Regions from separate parts of the Columba livia genome. Here region 2 is linked to region 1. Evidence: chromatin contacts called from public Hi-C data. All regions are on one chromosome and are shown on one strand. Each heading gives the region's core, a stretch centred on a gene start, on an enhancer-like site or on the middle of the called end of the contact. The rest is flanking DNA. Distances are from core to core; before and after follow the strand shown. Region 1 holds the start of EXD3 (exonuclease 3'-5' domain containing 3). Region 2 holds the start of AMBP (alpha-1-microglobulin/bikunin precursor).

Region 1 (5,851 bases), core at 1,662-4,161:
AAACCTGGTATGATGCTGGAAATCCCTTCCTGACCTCACATCTGGATTGCACCGCAAACACCTTGGGAAGACACAGTAAATGAGGGAGGGGATTGTCCAAATGGGTACGAGACACATGTTTGCACAGCTCAGCGTCTGCTCCCTGTGGCCAAGCTCTGACGATTTAAAGAACAGTGGAGGAGGAAACACGCTACTTTAATCTAACTTTCCCCTGTCAGAACAGCAGAATTCTCCCTTGAAGCAGATGTTCATCCACAAGCACAAGATCACTTAAACCTATCTTAATTTAGAACTACAGCAAGATCACTTAAACCTATCTTAATTTAGAACTACAGCCCTTTAAGCAAGTTTAAAAACTCCTGCTATTTCTGCAGCCAAGCAGACTGAGCAGTACAGCATCCCAGAAGGCGACTCACTGATAATCCCCCTGATTTCCCCCAAACCACAAGGGCAAACTTGCACCAGCAAGTTGCCCAAGGTTCCAGGTTTAAGCCTATCTTCAAAATTGTTATTGTTTCAGCTTAGGAGCTCCAAATAATGGCAAACCTTTAACATCTCCTGTAAACTATTCCTATAATTAACCTCCATCACTGCTAGGAAATTGTGTCATATTTAAAAGAATTTGTGTAGCTTTGACTTCCAGTTACCGGATCTCACTATGTCTTTGTTGGAAAGACTGAAATGTTCAGCTATCAGATAACTTTCCCATCGGCATGGATTTCCACAGAGCGGCTGAGTCACTTCTTAACCCTCTTCTCTTGGATGTGCCTGAATAAACCGAGTCCATTAGTCCATTATGTGGCTTGTTTTCCAGAACCAGAGCATTTTTGTGGCCTCCTCTGGACTCCTGGGTATTTTCATATCTTACTTGACAGCTACTGTAAGTGGAGATTATGTTCTAGGAGTCTGTTCTAACAATACCATGAACATGAGGCCCTTTAAAAAATAAAAGAAAAAAAAAGCAACAAAAATCACAGTGTTAGGGATTGGAAGTGACCTCGAAAGATCATCTAGTCAAATCACAATTGAAATAAACTCTTCCCACACCAGCAAAGTTCAAATTGTGTCACTGATGCAACGAAATCCTCCGGGTCACTCTCTGCCACCTCTGTGGTTGTGTTGTGAACCTGTCATGGTTTCTAGATGTAATGTTGCCTTTTTCATTATATTAAGATCCTTCTCCCGCTTGGAGCCGTCTAACCAGGAAGGTCAGACCAGGCTACAGCAGTAACACCTTGCCATTGATCATCTCACCTGTCTGTCTTCAGTAAACTTTACAGCAAAGGTATAAACCTGCTTTTGGAAAATTTAAGCCAGTATTAGTATTTGAACAAAGAACTGGTAAGTGGAGGAGCTGACTGGAAACAGCCCAGTCATTTATGTCTTCTAATTAACAACAAAGATGCAGGATTTGTTCCTAAGCTCATTCTTAAACTTCGCCTCGCTGCCCTACGGCATCACCTTTGTTCATTAAATTGCCAGGTCACACTAGAGTCAAATTCCTCAGAGTTTCAAGTATGTGGTTCAAACAATATCAAAACCGACTTAACCAGACCTTGAAGTCCCCTCCAGAAGGAACACCGGGGGCGGGGGAATCTCCTCTTCGAGGGTATGTTGTTAAGTCCTTGATCTCCACACTCATTGCATTTGTAGTATCTAATTACAGAGTTTTACAAGCTTGTTTTATTTTATTCCTGCTATTAATATCAGGTTAACTTGCTTTTTTTGTTTTGATAAAACACATTTCATCTTCCCACACATGTGAACAATATCTGTGGTACTTCCAAACCCAGTGAATCTTTTCCCCCCATTTTCAAAGCATTTAAAGTCAGTGGTGGGGAGCTCAACCAACTCCTTTAAAACTAAGCTGTCTGAAAACACACCGATTCTACCGTTCCTGTAACAGGCCGGCCGTACATTCCTTTGGCTTCCAGTGATACTTCGTTATTAATTCACCCCAATTACCTGTAAGCCATATAATTACGTACGGTGGCTACACAAAACCTGTAAAGTAAGTAATTACTTGTAATTATGAACCTGCGGCCCGCACTCACTGTCCGCCTCTTCCCTCCGCTCCCCGGCCCTTCCCCGGGCTCCCGCCGCTCCGCCCCCGCCTCCCGCAGGTCCCGGGGCCGCTCCGCCCGCAGGCGCCCGGGCCCGGCCGGTGTCCGCTCCGCAGGGGCCGCTCAGGAGCGAGACGCGGGCGGGGATCGGCCCGGCCCGCCGGCTCCGCCCGCCTCAGGGGCCGCACAGCCCGGGCTGAGGCGCCGCCCGGAGCTGCCGCCCGCAGCCCTACCGTAGATACCGGCAACACCGGCGGGTGCGCTCCCCGCTACCGTACTGGCGCCCCGCGCCAGCTCCGCCGGGAGGCGCCACCCAGGGACGCCGAGACACTTCGTAGTTTTATTTCGGCTGCGAAGCGCGTTACACCCGGAGCGGCCCCGCTGCCCCCGCCCGCCCCGCTCCCCTCGGGCTTCCCAGGCTCAAGGTCCGCTGCGCTGCGCCGGGCTCCTCCAGACGGGCCCGGGCACAGCTTCCCCCCCCGAGGCTGCGCCAGGAACCGGGCCCCGCCGCGGCCCTGCGCCCCGCGGAGCCGGAGCCGCAGCCCGGCCCGGAGCTGCCCGGTGCGCCCGCCGGCTGCTGCCACTCACCTGGCACCAACCCGGAAGCAGCAACGGGAACTCCGGAGTCCTCCTTTTAAAATCTTCCCCGGCGCGCCAACGCCTCTGCTCCGCGCGACAAACCCGACCGGGTCCGGAATCCCTTGTGCGCAGCCGCGCGCCCCGCCGGACCGCTTTTGCGACGGCACCGACGCACAGCGCCTGCAGGGGGCGGTGTCGCCCGCGGCAACGCAGCGAGCCCCGAGCTTACCGTATTTACCAGAGCGCGGCGGCATCCTTATGCCTACCGTACTTACTGTAGTTAACACGAACACCTGTAGGGCCGCGAAAATAACTATTACATTTAAAACCCACCCAAAACAGCATTATGTGTCCTTGTGGCCAAGAAGGCAAATGGCACCTGCAGTGCATCAGGTAGAGTGTGAGCAGCAGGTCGAGAGCGGATTATCTTCCCTCTGCTCTGCCCCGGTGAGGCCCCATCTGCAGTTCTGTGTCCAGGTCTGGGCTCCCCAGTTGAAGAAGGACAAGGAATCACTGGAGAGAGTCCAGCGGAGGGACACAAAGATGCTGAGGGGTCTGGAACATCTTCCTGATGAGGAGACACTGAGAGAGCTGGGGCTGTTCAGCTGGAGAAGAGAAGCTGAGAGGGATCTGATCAATGGGATCAGTATCTCAGGGTGGGTGTCAGAGGATGGAGCAGACTCTGTTCAGTGGTGCCCAACGCCAGGGTGAGGGGCAACGGGCACAGACTGAAACACAGGAGGCTCCATCTGAACATGAGCAGAAACTTGTTTGCTGGGAGGTGCCAGAGCCTGGCCCAGGCTGCCCAGAGCGGGTGTGGAGTCTCCTGCTCTGAGACATTCAAACCCCCTGGACCCACCTGTGTGATCTGCTCTGTGACCCTGCGTGAGCAGGTGGGGCTGGGGATCTGCAGAGGTCCCAACCAGGCTGCGCCAGGGCCTTTCTGCTGGTGGCCTTTCAGTCGCCGTTCACCGCCAGCGGCCCAGCCACTCACCCCGCGGTGCTGCCCTGCGCGGCTGAGGACGGAGGGGCGGGGGGAGGCAGCGGCGCTTCCTCCTCCGCCCGCTCCCCGCCCCGGGGCCGCGCCCGCCGGCAGGTGAGCCCGGCGGGAGGCCCAGCCGGGTCCGCGGGCCATGGCGTACCGGGAGCTGGTGAGGCGCTGGCACCAGGGCGTGCTGGCGGCCGACGGCGGGGACTGGGACGGCGCCCTGGAGATCTTCGGCGGGATCCCGGAGCCGCCGGCCCGCATCTGCTTCAACATGGGCTGCGTGCAGCTGCTGGCGGGGCGGCCCGGGGAGGCGCTGCGGGTGAGCGGGGTCGAGCGGGGCGAACCGCAGGGCGGGCCGGGGGGGACGCTGGGGCGGGCGGCACCGCTTGGCCATTTCGGGTTTTGAGGGAATAATGGCTGAAACTAATAATGCTGAAATTGTTGCCCTGAGGGTGGTGAGAGCCTGGCCCAGGTTGGCCAGAGAGGTGGTGGATGAACCATCCCTGGAGACATCCCAGGCCAGGCTGGACGGGGCTCTGAGCAACCTGAGCTGGTGAAGATGTCCCTGCTCATGGCAGGGGGGCACTGGGGAGCTGGGAAGGTCCCTTCAACCCAAACTGTTCTGTGATGCTACGAAACTCTCATTAAAATCCAGAGTTTCTTGTCCTGCACATCCCACTAAAAGCACAGATGCGGGCGGTGATGGATGCAAATGGAGCCCTGCAGCCCCATGTGCCCATCCACAGTCCTGCTCCAGCGGTCGAGGCTGCCAGAAAGCAACATCTGTGCTGGGAACCCTTTGGAACCGGGGAGCAGGTGCAGGCAGACAAACACCCTGAGGGAAGGCCTTTATCTTACAGCACCCAGCATGTCTGCACATCTGGCTGGCCAGCTGTCAGCTGCCCAGCGAGGAGATGCATTTAAGCTGTTTATTAATTAGCAGTAAGCAGAAATCAGGCTGTACTGGAGGGGCCGGGAAGAGCCACGGAGCCTTGGGCAGGGCCGTTACAGAATCACCGAACCCCAGCCTGGCTGGGTTGCAGGGACCTCTGTAGATCCCCAGCCCAGCCCTGCTCACGCAGGGTCACAGAGCAGATCACACAGGTGGCTCCAGGGGGTTGGAATGTCTCAGAGCAGGAGACTCCACACCCGCTCTGGGCAGCCTGGGCCAGGCTCTTGCACCTCATAGCAGTTTCTCCTCATGTTTAGATGAGCTTATATTGCTATAAGGGACAACAATGAGCAGAGCACAATGGTGCCCAACAGAGACTTTTTAGCTCTGATGAATGGGCACGACTGGGAAGAAGCTCAGCTATGCTTCACACAGGTCAACGGTTGGTTGTTCATTTTTTCTCTCTTATAGCACATTAAAGCAGACAACACAAGGTTTGCTGTTGGAGCCATGGGAGAAGCAGCTGCCACCTCACCAAGAGGTGCAGTCACTCCCTGACCTCCTGCAACATATTTTCACCCGTGCAATGCTACCACTCCTGTCTAGCCAGTACCACAAAAGTTCATTATCTACCTGCCATCTCTTCACAACGACAAGTGAAGGAGCATACCTCCCAGCTTTCTCAGAAAGACATTAAGACAGTTTTCCCAGCACGTTGTTACTTTGAACCATCAGCCACAAGCTGCTACCAGCTTTGATAATACTTTCCTGTTTTTAGCTGGGAAACTGGACCAGAAATATTGACTTGTATGTGCAGCGTGAAGCCCGTCGGCTTTCTCCCTTGCACCCCTTCTCATATTCATCACTGTAGGCTGCTTCAAACAGCCTTCCCTGCTTGGGCTGGTCCCACTGCTCCCACCGTCAGGGCAAACTCTGGTCCAGGCAACATGGTTTTCTCATCACAAGATGCTGGATGGCAAATGTAGCTCATTTGTTATGTCCTGTCCATTTTCCCAAGGAAGGAAAAAAACCTGAAGCTCAGCTCATACAGAGCCAAGACATAAAAGGTGACTTGGAGCTGTCTCCTGCCCCTCAGCCCAGATCACAACCTGGCGCTCGGCAGTCCGGAGGAGCTGGTCACGAGCCCAGAAACAGCTTCTGCACCCAGTGCAAGTGCAGCTGGACACGACTGGCTGGGTGCATGCACCCAGGCATCAACAGGAGAGATCCTGACTCATCCTTGCCACGTGTCTGTGTTTTTCTCCTTAGGCATTTGATAAAACCCTTGCAAAGGACAACTCCTTAGCCGTTGGCTTCTTTCAGAGAGGG
Region 2 (5,851 bases), core at 1,415-3,914, 320 kb before region 1:
GGATCCCACCATCTGGAAGCTGGTGGAAACCTGACTGATACATGGCCTTGTCTCTTTCCCATCCCATCCTAGCAAAGTCTTTGCCTCTCCTCCATCCATCCTGATTGTCTCACTTTCTCCACAGCCTCGCACACCAGGATGGAACAGCCCCAGTGCCAGGGGGATAAGCAGCGGGAGGGGTGTGTGCGTTACCTCTGTTGGCCAGGACGAAGATGGAGTCTTCAGGGATGCCCAGCTCTAGAGCCAGTTGCTGGAAAGACTCGATGAGGTCCTCCCGCAGCTCCGGACTCCTCCCTGGGCGAGGGAATGGGCTGTGAGCAGGGTTGGTGTGGGAGGGGGTCTGCATGCAGCCCCCCAAACACCCGCCAGCCTGCAGAGTTCAGGCAACTGCAGCCTCCTGGTCCTACCCAACCTCTCCTCTGGTATTCCTGACCAGCCTTGACCAAGGGCTTGGACAAAGTGGTTTTAATGTTTCTCAATTTTGAAAGACAGCACCTCCTGCCACTTCAGGGCCTGGGGTTCTTCCAGGCAGATCTTGCCACCTTCACCCCAAACAATGGGCTGGTTTGGATGTTCATTGTGTGACATGGCTCTAGGCTGAGCCATACAACTCACCCACTGCAGTGCCCAAGATGAACTGGTCCAAAGCACCATGGTCAGGTCCCTCAAGGCCAAGGGATCCTTGGGGGGTGTTTCTGAGCCACACTGGCCCGCACCAGAGCCTGCTCACCCACAAGTGCCGTAGCCAGACATACCGTACAGCTTCAGAGTGGTGCTCGGGCCAAAACTGCTTTTCTTCTTCATCAGAATGACAGCATATTCTTCATAATTGGTGCGGAGCACGTAGGACTGGATAGATACATCCCATTCTGGGTGAGACAGAGACACAGGGGACATCATTCCTGCCCCCAGGGAGAAGCGGGGCAGTGTAAGGCAGCCCGAGCTGGGGGCTGAAATCAGGCAGCTAATTGAAGAAAACAGCTGATTTTTGGGAAGGAGACTGATATAATTCCTACTGCCTTTAGGCTCACCAGCTTATTCTTAGTCAAGGGAACTGGAAACTTAGAGTCGTGGGCAACTGAGATACCACCAATGCTCTGGAAATGTGGCTGGTGGGTCCCAGACCCCGCTTGGGACTTTGGGAACAGGAGAGATCTGCTGGACCAACACATAGTCCTGTGTGTATGCAGGGCCAGTGCTGAAACAGCCCCTTTCCCCCAGCTTAACTCCAGACTTTAACTGGAAGTGACCCAAACTGTGGAGCGGCTTCTGAACCTTGCTTTCCTGAACCCTTCCCCAGCCTCAGCTGCGCCCAGCACTGGTTCCCGTCACTCGGCCACATCGCAGCTCTCGGGGCCAAGCAGGTTGGCAGCGAGCCCAACTTACTGGGGTTATAGTAGGTGTATTTGCCAGGGGTGCTGGTTTTCTGGTACTCTCCTGCAATGAGCTTGCAGTCACCTTGCCTGGAGGGAGGAGAAAAACAGCTGCTTGGAGTGATCATGAAAATCACCTCAGGGGCACCGGGGCCGTGGCACGGGACCCCCGAAATTCTCTGCCCAGCGCATTGGGTATTTAAGCCAAATCCAGCCCCTCCTCATGGCTCTGATGCCAGACAGAGCAAGCAACCCCCACATCTTGTCCCAGCCTTGGGGACACAGAGCAGCCCTGGCTAGGATGGCTTTGGGGCAGGCTCGAGCATCCGCGGCAGCACCCGTACCGCAGCCTGGTGCTGGCAGTGCTGATCTGGTCAGCGCTGGGGCCAGGGCCCAGCACCAACGTGCCCATGCTGAACTTCTCCTTGTAGTTCTTCATCCATTTGCAGGTTGTGCCAACGGCGATGTCGTACCACTTCCCATACATCTGGGGGGAGAAGAAAGGACTGTCTCCACCATGAGCCCTCTCCACCAAAGTGGGACAGCTGGTTTTCTGCAGAGCTGCAATATTCATGGCCAAGAGAGCAACTGCGGGGTGGTGGTGCAGAGTGCCAGGGTCAGAGCTGCTGCGGGCTTTGGGAAGCGGATCAACATTGAGCAGGGTTTTCCTGGGTCCCCCGACCACCAGGCAGGGCTGGGGTTGTCAGACTGACATCCCCCCATGTGTTCCAGGAGAGCCCAGGCCCAAACACAAGTGTGGGGCTGTGCAGAGCCTGGCAGGGACAGGGCTGCCTGCGGGAGATCCCTCAGGCACTCTGCATCCCACAGAAATCCTTCTTTGTGGGGATGCCTGCAGGCCCTGCCCGCACCTCTTAGGCTGCGCAGATCAATAGATGTCTCGTGGGATTCATCTGCCCAGCTGCTCAGGCTGCAGCTGCCCTGCCAAGGTGTGGGGTGAAGCCACCCCCCAACCAGCGCCCAGAAAGGGCCATGCTGTCAATGCTTGTCCTGCACAGCCTGACGTGGGCAGGAGTAATGAATTAAACCCTTCCCCCATCCCTTCTGCCCCCAGAGTGAAGGAACCGCAAGCCGCTGTTACCCGCTCAGCCTCAAAATTCTCCTGCACTTGGATATCCTCATCCTGGTCCCCAATGGGGGTTCCGCTGGCCACAGTGAAGAGGAGGAGCGCAAAGAGACCCCGCATCATCCTGGCTGGTGGCTCTGGAGTGCTGCTGAGCACCAGCGCACCCGTGGGATCTCGGACTCTGCGCTGTCCCCACACTGCGCAGCAGCGTGACCTTCAGACCGCGGCCAGCGGGGCAGCCGGCCTGGCCGGGGGGTGTCGGGGGGTGTGGGCAGCTTGTCACCCTGTGTGGTCACAGCCGTGTGGCCCCGGGGCTTGCCACTGCCCTCAGCCCTGGGGATCTGCAGAGAGCTGATGTGGGGTGCAGAAAGGGAGACGAGCATCTCCCTGCAGTGCCAGGCTGAACTCCTTGCCCTCACCTGTTTCTACACCACGGCTTGGCCCAGACGTGGGGCCAGCACCTGCCTATTCTTCTTTATTCTACCTTGAGGTTCATATTCCCGCCCTGGTGTCCTGCAAAGAGCCCTGATGGTGCCCCCAGCCCCAGCAGACCAGCCTGACCCTGCAGAGAGAAGAGGACCTGGGGGCTCCACAGTGCTGCCTAATCCTGACCAGTGTCTGCAAGGAGCAGAGCTTGTGCTGCCTGCTCCCCCGTCCTGGGGCTTCCAAGCTGGTGTGAATACTCTGGAGCCATCTGGGTGTCACCCGGACCTGGCAGGCGTGGGAGGCGTGGGGCACACCGCCCTTCCCCACCACTGTTTGCCTTCACAGGATGATTAACAGAAACCAAACAGCCCGAGGGAAACGGCAAACAGAGCAAAGGGCAGGAGCCCCTCTCCGGCCTGCCCCCAGCCCAATATTTGCAGAGAAGGGCCAGAGCCGCGGCACGCTTGCAGGAGCCAGCCGGACCTTCACCTCTCCTCGCCACCGGTGGCCACCAACCGGCCCTTCGCACAGGACCGATGGATGCGCTGCCCGGGCAGCACAGGCTGCTGGGGAGGCCTGAGCATCTCGTCACACACACGTCTTAGTGCACATCTGGGGTGTCCTTGGGAGCACAGGGGAAATTCGGGCGTGGGGCAGAGACCCCTTTAATGAGTCCACCTCTTTAACCCGCCCTGTGCTTCCCTGTCTCCGGAGGAGCCCACCTCGGTCCAGCCCCAGCCCTGGGCTCCAGTCCCCCGAGCTGGGGCTGCGGGACGCCGGGGCTGCCCGGCCGGACCTTCCCGCGCCCCGCCAGCACTAGGTGGCAGCCGGCGGCAAGGAATGGCAGCGCGGCCCCGCTCCCGCTCCGGCCCCGCTCCGGCCCCGCTCCAGCCGCGCTGCAGTGGGCGGGGGAGCCCCGCTGTGCCCCGGGGGGCCCTTCCCTAGGCGGCAGGGCCGGGCAGGTCCCCGGGCAGTACCAGAGTACCGGCCCCGGGAGCTTTGCGGAGCCGGACCGGTGTCCAGCGGCAGGCAGGTCAGCCGTGCAGCGGCAGCTGCCACGGCCATGGCATCAGGTACAGAAATGCCCCGTGGGGCAAAAGTCCCCGGGTGTGACCAATACAGGACACGTTCCTACATATCGTCTTTGGGGACCAGTCTGCTTTACTGGGAGCATATGCCCCCCTTGCTGGGACCTGGCAGGGGAGGCAGGAGGATGCGTGACCCTCAGCTGCTTTTGGCTCCCCTCCTCCGCAGCCGGGAGCGCAGGGAGCTGTGCCCTTCTAAAGGACAACAGCTGGGGAAGCTGCAGGCATGGGCCACATCCAGCCCAGTCCTCTCCTCTTCTGTACACAAGAACACGGTGTGTGGCTGTGACTGTGGACCTGTGGGCACCATCCTCAGTGAGAACACTGGGGAGCAGCTGTACTGGCTGCAAAAAACTCATGCACGTTGACTGTGCTGAGAAAGACCATAGAAGTGGTGCAGCCCCTCCATCCCCCTGTTCACTGTCCTCATTCCCTCAGGCTGCGGTGGCTGGGATCGCTGGGCAGGGATGGAGAAACTCCCCATGACGCCAGAGCACAGGGTGGTGGAGCCTCTGCAGGGAGGGGGGTTGGCCCCCCAGCTGGGCTCTGGGCATCATCTTCATTTCTCTACACCAAAGCTCACCGGCTATGTCTTTGCCTCTTGCTTTTGAGATCCTTCTAAACTCCTTGCCATCAACACAGCCTTGGCCATCCAGAAGAGCTCAAAGTAATTGATGAACTTGAAGATTTCTGTTCACTCCTTTCTCCTTGGGGCAGATGAAGATGTCAAATATAAAACTGGTCCCAGGGCTGGTATGTGGGGGACCCCACTGCTGACTGTCCTCCATCCTGAAGAGCCCTATGTGTTGCTTCTGATCCTTCAACCGCCTTTCAGTTCGTGAAAGAGCCTGTCTTCTGCCCCCACAGCAAGTTTGTTTCTTTAATAATCGTGGGTGCGGTGCCTCATCAGAAGGCAGATGATGTCCTCTGGATCCTTTCTGTTTGAGACAGCTCCTTGCAGGAGCCCCACCAGCTTCTCCCAGCTCTGTGTCCAGCCACACGCTCAGCAATCGCACCCTTCTGTACAGGCTCTGCTGTCTCATTGGTGCTGCAGCAATGAGAATCTCTGTTTTGCAGCTCCCAGGACCCCATTTCCGTAGCTGACAGTTTCACCGTCCCCCAGCCCGCTGCCCAGCTGGAAGGAGAGGAACCACACTGCAGCCAGCACCTCGTGATGTCACAGACAAGTTCTTCCCAAACCTGAGCAAACACCGTGTGTCCTGGGGACACACTGATGGCAAACTCACCCCATCAGTCTGGGGCTTCCTCTAGATGTACTTCAAACTGTTCTGGCTCCTCTGTGACTGGGATTTTCACTTGCAGAGGCTTCTTCACACGCCTTTTTCCTACACTGTTTATATGATTCCACTTTGCTCCTCTGGAACTGCCAGCCTGGCATCACCACACCGCAGTGGACCCTCCTTCCCGCAGGTCTCTTTGTCCTGGTACATGATGCTATCTTGTGCTGCCAAACTTTCCACTTCCCTTTGTGCTATCGGTGCTGGTTTGAAAGCATTTCCAGTTCTGCCCTGCTTCGTGTCCTTCTCCAAACGCTCTGAACATCCAGGGCCTGGGTTGTCTCCCAAATGCCTCTTTGTCTCCCAGCTGTGGTTACGCTCCGTCTGAGTCTGCCCAGGCTGTGGCCTGGGGAAGGACTCTGTTTGCATTTGATCAGGGTTGGTCAAGTTATGGTTTTAAAATGGCTGCAGTTATGGCTTTACGATAACAGCTGCCAGGAAGGGCGCAGAGGCTGCAGGCACATGGGCTGGGTTTGGGAGGGTGGTGTGTCCCACAGCCCCTCTGCCCAGGAACAGCTTGGAATGCTTGTGCTCTGCAGCGGGTTTCCTTTCTGTGCTCCACAAACCTGCCTTTCCTCTTTCTCC

Evidence for each region. Hi-C and Micro-C count contacts between places; a contact is called where the count stands out from the background.
Region 2: a Hi-C map of liver shows a contact between it and region 1, with 3 times the contacts expected there. The contact joins the promoter of AMBP here to the promoter of EXD3 in region 1. A contact is called at or near these places in 2 of 2 Hi-C or Micro-C datasets (crop and liver).

What each region holds. Positions count from the first base shown.
Region 1 is chr19:10,438,548-10,444,398 of bColLiv1.pat.W.v2, reverse strand. It overlaps EXD3 (exonuclease 3'-5' domain containing 3), which reads right to left and starts at 2,911. Exons shown (of 21, transcript XM_065036172.1): 1 at 2,652-2,911. The coding sequence starts at 2,896. It overlaps NOXA1 (NADPH oxidase activator 1), which reads left to right and starts at 3,567. Exons shown (of 15, transcript XM_065036193.1): 1 at 3,567-3,949; 2 at 5,792-5,851. The coding sequence starts at 3,776. It overlaps LOC135575862 (a long non-coding RNA gene), which reads right to left and starts at 651. Exons shown (of 2, transcript XR_010467229.1): 1 at 314-651; 2 at 1-276.
Region 2 is chr19:10,763,147-10,768,997 of bColLiv1.pat.W.v2, reverse strand. AMBP (alpha-1-microglobulin/bikunin precursor) reads right to left here and starts at 2,664. Exons shown (of 10, transcript XM_065036205.1): 1 at 2,473-2,664; 2 at 1,718-1,860; 3 at 1,387-1,463; 4 at 756-869; 5 at 193-294. The coding sequence starts at 2,580.